3 separate regions of the Sus scrofa genome follow, and regions 1 and 3 are each linked to region 2. Evidence: chromatin contacts called from public Hi-C and HiChIP or PLAC-seq data. All regions are on one chromosome and are shown on one strand. The core of a region is the stretch at or near the end of the contact, and the rest is flanking DNA. Distances in the headings are between cores, read along the strand shown.

What was found. Hi-C and Micro-C count contacts between places; a contact is called where the count stands out from the background. HiChIP or PLAC-seq counts read pairs in DNA pulled down with a chosen protein or histone mark.
Region 1: a Hi-C map of liver shows a contact between it and region 2, with 1.8 times the contacts expected there. The contact joins two enhancer-like sites. A contact is called at or near these places in 2 of 47 Hi-C or Micro-C datasets (liver and skeletal muscle) and 1 of 2 datasets of contacts at active chromatin or transcription factors (alveolar macrophages).
Region 3: an H3K27ac HiChIP or PLAC-seq map of alveolar macrophages shows a contact between it and region 2. The contact joins two enhancer-like sites. A contact is called at or near these places in 2 of 2 datasets of contacts at active chromatin or transcription factors (alveolar macrophages and skeletal muscle).

What each region holds. Positions count from the first base shown.
Region 1 is chr10:66,160,029-66,162,728 of Sscrofa11.1, forward strand. No RefSeq gene overlaps it. Among named protein-coding and RNA genes, the nearest start is that of KLF6, 330 kb to the right of the region's middle. Within about 2 kb of position 1,378, at least 3 of the 83 cell types and tissues checked have an H3K27ac peak or open chromatin away from gene starts, as enhancers often do. A contact at or near this core is called in liver, where this site is marked.
Region 2 is chr10:66,470,941-66,473,640 of Sscrofa11.1, forward strand. No RefSeq gene overlaps it. Among named protein-coding and RNA genes, the nearest start is that of KLF6, 16 kb to the right of the region's middle. Within about 2 kb of position 1,306, at least 53 of the 83 cell types and tissues checked have an H3K27ac peak or open chromatin away from gene starts, as enhancers often do. A contact at or near this core is called in alveolar macrophages and liver, where this site is marked.
Region 3 is chr10:65,991,513-65,994,319 of Sscrofa11.1, forward strand. No RefSeq gene overlaps it. Among named protein-coding and RNA genes, the nearest start is that of AKR1E2, 300 kb to the left of the region's middle. Within about 2 kb of position 1,294, at least 2 of the 83 cell types and tissues checked have an H3K27ac peak or open chromatin away from gene starts, as enhancers often do. A contact at or near this core is called in alveolar macrophages, where this site is marked.

The sequences.
Region 1 (2,700 bases), core at 128-2,627, 310 kb before region 2:
CAGCAGCCCCCTGGGCAGTTGGCACACACGTAACAGCAGCCCCCTGGGCAGTTGGCACACACGTAACAGCAGCCCCCTGGGCAGTTGCCCTCCCTTCCTCCCTCTCAGCTCTTCTGTTAACCTGCCACGGTCTGTGTATAATCCCCTCTTCCTTCAGCTTGGCCACTGGGTTTCTACATGCATCCCAGGGACTAGTAGGTGGGCCCCTTCATTTTAGGGATTTATTTCCCTTTTTTTCAGGACCTAGCATTGTGCGTGAGACGAAGTAGGCACGCAGGGACCCTCCCGAGCAAGTAAAGGGGCCGTAGACATGTGCAGTCCCAAGCTCTGTTCGCTCTTCCCGCGTGATTTCTGACCTGGCTTCGTCCCCTTCTTTGGCCACTCGGCACTAAAACAGCCCCTTCTAAGTGGCGATAAGTAGAGCCATTATGTGTCTCCTCTCCGCCAGAATCGACCCCTTGCATCCCCTCTGGAATGGGAAAATCCTGTTTCGTACACTCTTTTATTACCCTGATGCCGTGATGTTAGAGACCTCACTGCACTAGGAGCTCAAGATTGTTTGTTCCACTGAAGCGCAAGCTTCTGAACAGGCAGGGTTTCACCTGCACGTCCACGGGGAGCGTGCTTTAACTGAGGCACGCGGGGAGGCCAAGGGGAAGAAGAGAGAAGTAAGTTTCACTCACTTGTCAGATAGAGTCACTAGGGAAACGCTTAAAGCCCCGTCCTTCCAAAGAAATTCTCCCAGGAAAGCACCTGACTTGCCTGAGCTTCTCTCTTCTTCAAGCCTAGAAAGGTGCCCTCGTGAAAGAGAGACGGAATTCAGGCTGCCTTTCAGTACTTCCAACAAACACGAGCCAAAGATGACGTCTCCTATTGGGATGACAGCAAAACTGCATGAGGAACTGCCTGTAAATCCAGGTGTGCGTATCTCTGGGAGACACCTGCAGAGGACAAAGTATAAATTGAAAACATAATAAAGATAACCAGGCACAGTAATTGAGGCAGGCTTAGCATTATCTTCCAAGATCTTTACAAATATTAACCACATAATCCTTACATCAGCCCCGTGATTAACTATCAGTGGCCTCGAAATCATGTTTCAGGGCAGAATGGATAAGAAATCACAGTCCCACAGAGAGAGGGCGACCACTTGGGCTTTTTGACACCAATTTGAAGTGGAAAATTCAAGTAAAGGTGAACTTGAGGGCTTTTTGTAGATATTAACTCGTTGCTGCCGGTCCTTTCGGGGTTATCAAGGCTGAAACAAACAAAACAGTTAAAACTGTTTCAGTCTTGCCACGAGATGCAGAGTCCTTTCAGAAGCAACCGAGCGGACAGTGGCCTTGGGCAGAGGGCAGTGACCGCACAGGACCTCATGGCCACCAGACCAGCGAGGCTGTCCTGAGCGGCCCAGGGGCCCTGGCGTGGCTGGAGTGTGTGAGCACAGCACTGTTTGGCACACCTGGGACGCGTGTAGGCAGGAATGAGAAAGGGCGGACCAGCCCCGATGAACAGTCCTTCTCCCCTGAGTTTTTAAAGGTAGAAATCGTGCGTATATGTTTGCGTTGTTTTCTGTGTATGGAATTGACATACACGACGCTCCGCGCAAGGTGTGCAGCAAAAGTCTTCAGCACGTACATCGTGAAATGATTACAAGTGTTGCTGACACCCCTCACCTCGTATAGTTATTTTTAAAAAGAGGGAAAAAGGAAAAATGCATTTTCCCTGGTGGTGAGAACTTTTAGCCCTGCCCTGATCGACCGCTGGCACCGATGGTCACCTGGGGACCCTCACGGGCCTCCCTGCTTCGGGCAGAGTGAGCCCCCCACCCGAAGGAAGCACAGGTGAGCTCCCTCACGTCCTCCGAGGCTCACCCTGAGCTCCGGCGCGGGCATCAGGACACGGCCGGCACCAGCTGCAGACCCCTGCCCCCGACTCGCACATGGATGCAGCACAAACCCACAGAAGGCATCCAGCTCAAGGCCCCAAGTGCGCCAACAAAAACATCAGACTTAAATCTAACACTTAAAAATCCAAAGGTTAACCAGGAAATCATCATTTCTCCCTCGACCCAAGGACAGTATAAATAAATCACTGATAGTGGTCGCAGCGTTCGTTTCCATCACAGTCGCACAGACTCACGGGTCAAGGGTCAGAAAATAATAGCCCAGGAAAAGTTGTAATGATGGAGCGCAGTTGACCTTGGCCGTCAGGGACCAGTCTCTGACGGCCAAGGTGCTTCCAAGTCAATGAGATGCCTTTGACCTTGAAAAGTTAATGACTTCGAGAAGGTCAGCTGCCAGCTTGCAGTAGAGAGGCTTCGTGAGGCCTATGGGATAGACTCTGGTTTTATGCATGAACCCCCCTCAGCGCACAGGGGGCAAGCGTGTTCGGTCAGAAAATGAAACGCGTGCACTTAGGCAAGATGTTGCCGTACGTGTTTGAGGGAAGAGTCAGCCACGGGTGGGTTGACGGTTTGCTGCCTAGTCGTGGCACGTCGACTTCCCTTATGACTGTCTCCAGACACCCCGGGCTCAAGGACAAGGAACAACCTACGGAATCCGGGCGTCTCCATGCTGGGGTTACGAGGGACTCGTGGGCAACTTCTGCTTCTACAGTTTGTCCCATTCAAGCTGGTCGACGAGTTTGATTACAAAAATGCAGTCCTGTTGTTTCTGAATCTTTAACCCCACCCATTTG
Region 2 (2,700 bases), core at 56-2,555:
GGAGTGTGCCTCTACGGCTCTGGACACCAGGAGTTTCTTACTAAGAGTTTCAGTGCCCAGTCAAGAGGGCACTTATCGAGCTTCTCCCCTGGGCTGCTGTTCCGCAGTGGCATGCTCTTTGGAAATCGATGCGTCCGTCCAGGTGATTATTAAATATGGGGGACCCCTGCAAGGTCCTTCCAAATACCAAGAGAGGAACCCCTTCTGGACTCTGACCTGATGCTGACCTGGCTGTCACGGGGATCAGCGGGCGAGAGTCTAGATGATGAAATCAACGGAGGGCCTGCCAGGAAGTGCCCTCTCTCAGAACTCCTTTGCCATGCCCACCCCGATGCCCAGGCAGGCAGCTTGAGGTCTGACAGAAACCGAAAGACACTTAGTAATAAGGACGGGCGAATCCATATCGAAACAAGCCATTTTCCTTACATTGCTTGACACATTTGTGTTTACACTGAAAAAGCAAAAACCCCGTTCCATTAGTGGGAATTTAATTTTACTCTTTGAGCAAGTAAGTTATGTAACTAGCTAAAAGGAATGCAAAAGCAATTTGCAAACATGAAATTGCTTTAAGGAGTAAATGTACGATGATGCTATTAAGATTATCATCAAAATTCAATTAAATGTTCACTAGTTTTTAGTTATGAGAAAGAGAACATACACAGAAGTGAAACGCTAGCCAACCATTTAATAATAATTAATGGAAGCAACGTTTCCTGATTCTGCCCTGAAAGTTAGTGAAGCATTTCAAATACATTTTATAAAAACAAATTTAAAAACTACCTGGAGTTTCACTCCGCACGCCTTGGGAATTTGAACACTTTCACAGATGAAAGTTTAAGAATTTTTCTGTTTTGTGCAAAAAGTTTTCCTTTTATTTTTTTTTTCTGCTTCCTGTTGAAATGGTTACTTTCACCCATATATGGCTCCAAAGCGCACAAGCCATTGCAGAGTGCCTGTTGAAATTACTCACTCTTGGCCTAGAGCTAATTTTGGATTTCATTCCTCACAACATCTTCCGGGAAAGCGGTGAGCGAAAATAGGGTCACAGCGCACACGTAACTGCCGGCGGCATTCTTGAACGGAACCGTGCATGTTTTTGTATTTTGTTTACTTGGCCTTCGGAACATCTGTTTATAAAAAGTTGCCCCTGACTACTGGGAAACACGCTTTTCAGCGTGTGTGTGTGTGTGTGTGTGTGTGTGTGTGTGTGTGTGTGTGCGCGCCCGTTGGAGGACTTTGAACGCACTTGCTGATTGCAAAGCAAGGCAATAGCTTTGTGGTGACATCAGCTTCCACTCCCTTGTACCGGGAACTCACTGTCCTCAGAACTGAAAGTCGGGAGTGGGTGCCGAAGGTTGTTCGCCTGTGAGTGTGTTTCCTGCCGGGCCGGCTGACCACGCCTGGGAAGCTCACAGCCTGCAGCGTGCAACAAAGCTGCTGGTTCTTACAGGCCCGGCGTGAAGACTAGTTCCTCGGGTATCCCCGGAGCACGGCCACGGCCACGTAGAATCACCCCGGCAGCCAGCCTGCCCCAGCCTCCCCGGCTGCCAGCTCGTCTGGCCCTCAGAACAAGCCCAAAGGAGCCCCTCAAAACGCTCTGCCCCTTGTGACACGAAGGGAAGTTTTACCATGTGCTGCCGAGTGTGTGTTCCACACCCGCAGCCAAAGCTCTCCCTGCCAGCCCCTCCACGACGGGACAGGCACATCTGCTAATGTGCTTAGGGACACACAGAGCCATGCACTTCCTTCAGTGCGTCTGGGAGGGGCTCTACCCGGGGTTCCAAGAACCATTTCATTCCGAGCATAGAGGAGTGGATGGGACACACACACACACACACTCACACGCGAATGTTCTTCCTGACCCCCGTCTTCCCCCAGTAATTCGTGTCACTACATGAATCTCATTTCCTCAATGTCACATAGAAAAACAAATTAAAATGTTGTAAGACGTCTCTTTTTGCCCAAAAAGATTGAAAATCAGTTCTGAAGGGGAAACCGTGTTTTTAAGCTCTAGTGTGTTTGTTCTGTTTTTTTCTTCTGAAGGTGACTGTCACTGGGTCAACTTGGACCCAGACCGTGGACAAGCCCCGGCCGTGACGGGGGCTGCCCTTTCGGAGCCAGGAAGCACCAAGTAGATGATGACGAGGAAGACCGGGCCCCCAAGTAGCATCAGTGTGGACAACCACCGCAACAGACACAGAGGCTCGTTGTTTGCCAAGATGCCCAGTTCTGGCTTGTCTGTCTGGCGGGGCCCGGGGGGGCTCAGGGTCCAGAGGCGAGCAACGTGACTGCATACCGTTCAGAACCCCAAATCTGAAACACTAGCAATAGCCCCTGGATGGGGCTACTCTTATTTCTTGTTTCCGCTGTTTGTTTTTCCTTTGGGGGTGATTTTTTTAGGGCTGCACCCTGGCATATGGACGTTCCAGGCTAGGGATCAAATCGGAGCTGAAGCTGCTGGCCTACGCCACAGCCATAGCAATAACCAGACCCTTAGCCCACTGAGCAAGGCCAGGGGTCGAACCCACATCCTCATGGACACTTGTTGTGTTCCTGACCTGCTGAGCCATGACGGGAACTCCTGGTGCTACTCTTAACAGATGGGCAGAACCACCCCTCTGAGGAGCTCTCCTGGGAGACAGAATGAGCCGTTTTCCCAGGGGTGTCAGGAGCTGGCGGGAGGCACCCTCGGTCTGCAGA
Region 3 (2,807 bases), core at 44-2,543, 480 kb before region 2:
TGTGTCCTAACTTTTAAGTTATAATTCACTAATACTGTAATTCATCTTCATACATTTTTTAAAATTTGTACTTATTATTTCTCACTTCTTCAGCTGAATGTTTATTTCATTCCTTCTTCATTCTTATTCAGTTACATTAAATTTTAAGTGTATAGGTTTTTTTAAAAACATGGCTTTGACCACACTGAATGTATTTTTATCCAGCGTTCCAATTGTCAATGTTTTACAGCTCTCACTTTCCATCTACCCAATAATTAATCGGAGTCATCATTTATAATATTAAATGCTAGAGGGGCTTTTGGTTATGTTAACTTTCCTCACTCAGTGTCTCTTCAGACTTTTGCCCACTAATTTTAGCGTCTATGATAATTCTTGCCTGAAATAAATTTGATTGTAATGTTTGTAAATGGTGATTTCCTCTTTTCACCATTCCTTCTCTATTTATATGCTGGCGTTATACCGTAAGGAAAAGCTTTTCTTCTCTCTCATTTATTTGTTTTGATTATTTATATCAGGAGAGACTCATGGATATTTGTTTTATTTTATGAGCTACAATTCATTACTGTCATTAACAGTTTTAGACCTCAAATTGTCCCACATTCTCCCTGCATTTATAAATAGTTTGCTCCACATTCTTATTACATACTCTTTAGCACAACAATTTATGTTTACCTCAGATTTTCCAATTTTATTGACCCAATAAAGTCTACTAATAACAATAAACTAAATTTCTGTATGCATTTATGTGATAGTTTAATGAAACCGACTCTTCTGTACCTATAAAGAGATTTTTAAAGTGTTATAAAGTGTAGTGAGTTACTAAGATGTACATGGTTTCTGTGTTTCAATGGTCTAACTCACCACCCGTTTCTTCTGCATCTATAAAAAACAATAGTACCTATTCCTCAAAAAAAAAAAAAAAAAAAAAAAAAAGGCATTAAAGTACCAGACTATTACACATAAAATCCATTGTAGTTGACTGTTACACAGAAAACCTATTTAGGTCAGCACTCATTCTAATTAATCATAATTATAAAATCAGCAATATAGGAAAAATAAGATCTAGTTACACCCCCCCCAAAAAAAACACCCCAAGCCCAAACTCCCACACCTTTCGTGTGCATTGTGGCGATTACCAAGAGAAAATAGTAACCATTATTCCTGAAAGTTTACTGCCTCCAACACTATGTCTGGCAATGACATTATGAGCCCTGCTTTGCTTCTATTTTCATTTGCTTGTGTTAGCACACTTCATTTTCTATGCTGATGCAATTTCCCCAAGGCTGTTCTACGCCTCTGGTCATTTGAATAAGAGGAAATTTACACATCCACGCTTGTGTCACCTCTGACGAAGAGTGCCTTATGTTTGTTTCTGACAAATTACTATCAGTTAATATACAGACAATTTATGGTGGCGATGAGAATGAACCTGGAAAGGGGATGGTTTGAGGTTTATAAAGTAAACTCAGCTAATGCCGGTCCTGCCTAATAAATCAACATCCAGTGCTCTGCTATCAAATACTAATTAATTCTTCCTTTCCTCCCTCATATTAATTTAGTGTCATTCCAAGTCTTCAGGGGAAAGTGCTTGCAGCTTTCATTAGGAACACGCTTACGCCATGCCAGAGATTTTTATTAATTGCAGTAAATGCACTGATTTTGGACAACCAAATTTAGAAAAGAAAGATGAGTTTGGAAGACAGCTCTCCCCTTTGGCAAGTATGATATTTCAGGATCTCAATAAATCTTTCTGAACCTAATAGAACTGGAAGTAATTTTTTCACATCTTTTTTAATACTCAGTCTGGTAATCCAATTACAAGGACTCTTATATTCCAACATTCATATTAACATCAACTTCAAAATACCAAATAAGATAAATGCAACAGATTAGTTCGGTATTCCTAGTCATAATATGATATTTCGCCCTATGATAAAGACTATGTTTGTATGTAATTTATATTCACAGATGGCCAAAAATATCCATTTAAACATTTTAGAACTCTGGTAGCCAGTTGAATCTCCTGTGTATAACTGCAAATACTTTTGGATATTTTAACTTTTTCCTGAGTTTACTGATTTGAAAACCACATGCTGGAGCCTTTTTTGTAACAATTTGATCTGGTGAGGAATTAAACAGAAAGTCAAGATGCTGTATGGCTTGACTGGCTGATTAACCCTTTGGTGAACTTAAATATCTTGGCCATTCATCATCCTTTGCTAGGCACAAAATGTGAAAACAGATCCTCAACCCCAACTTTCTTGTTATAGAAGAACAGAAAAATTACAGGTTATAAAGGAGGAAAACGCAACAAGTGGTAAATTCTGCCTCAAAGGCTGAGGGGATCTGCAGTAATGGAGTGTCTCTGAGTTCATGACCAAAGCCACAACTAGAGAGGCTGGGGACACGGCAAAGAAGGATTACCTCCATGGGGAGGCACAGCTTTCCCAATAACCTGGGTCAGAAACAGGACAGCTCTGGAATGTTCTTTCCAAATGAATGCTAGCTTTAGTGCATGTAGATTTTTCATTCTTTATTGAGATTTTTCACACAGTTCCACAGTAACGCACAAACGTTTTTGGATGTCACTGCATGCTTGGAAAGAGCCCTCTACTTTATTCTCTGGCAAGACCTGGAGTGGACACAAGAGTTCTCAGCCTGTTCAGGTGGGGAATGAATCAGAGATTCCGGCAGGCCACCTTGACCTTGGGCCCAGGTGCTTCAGTGTTCCATTTGCAACCTGCCTGAGGCTGGCTCAGCTATTTAGGGAAAACTCGGGACCCACAGGTCCCTTAGAATAGGGAAAA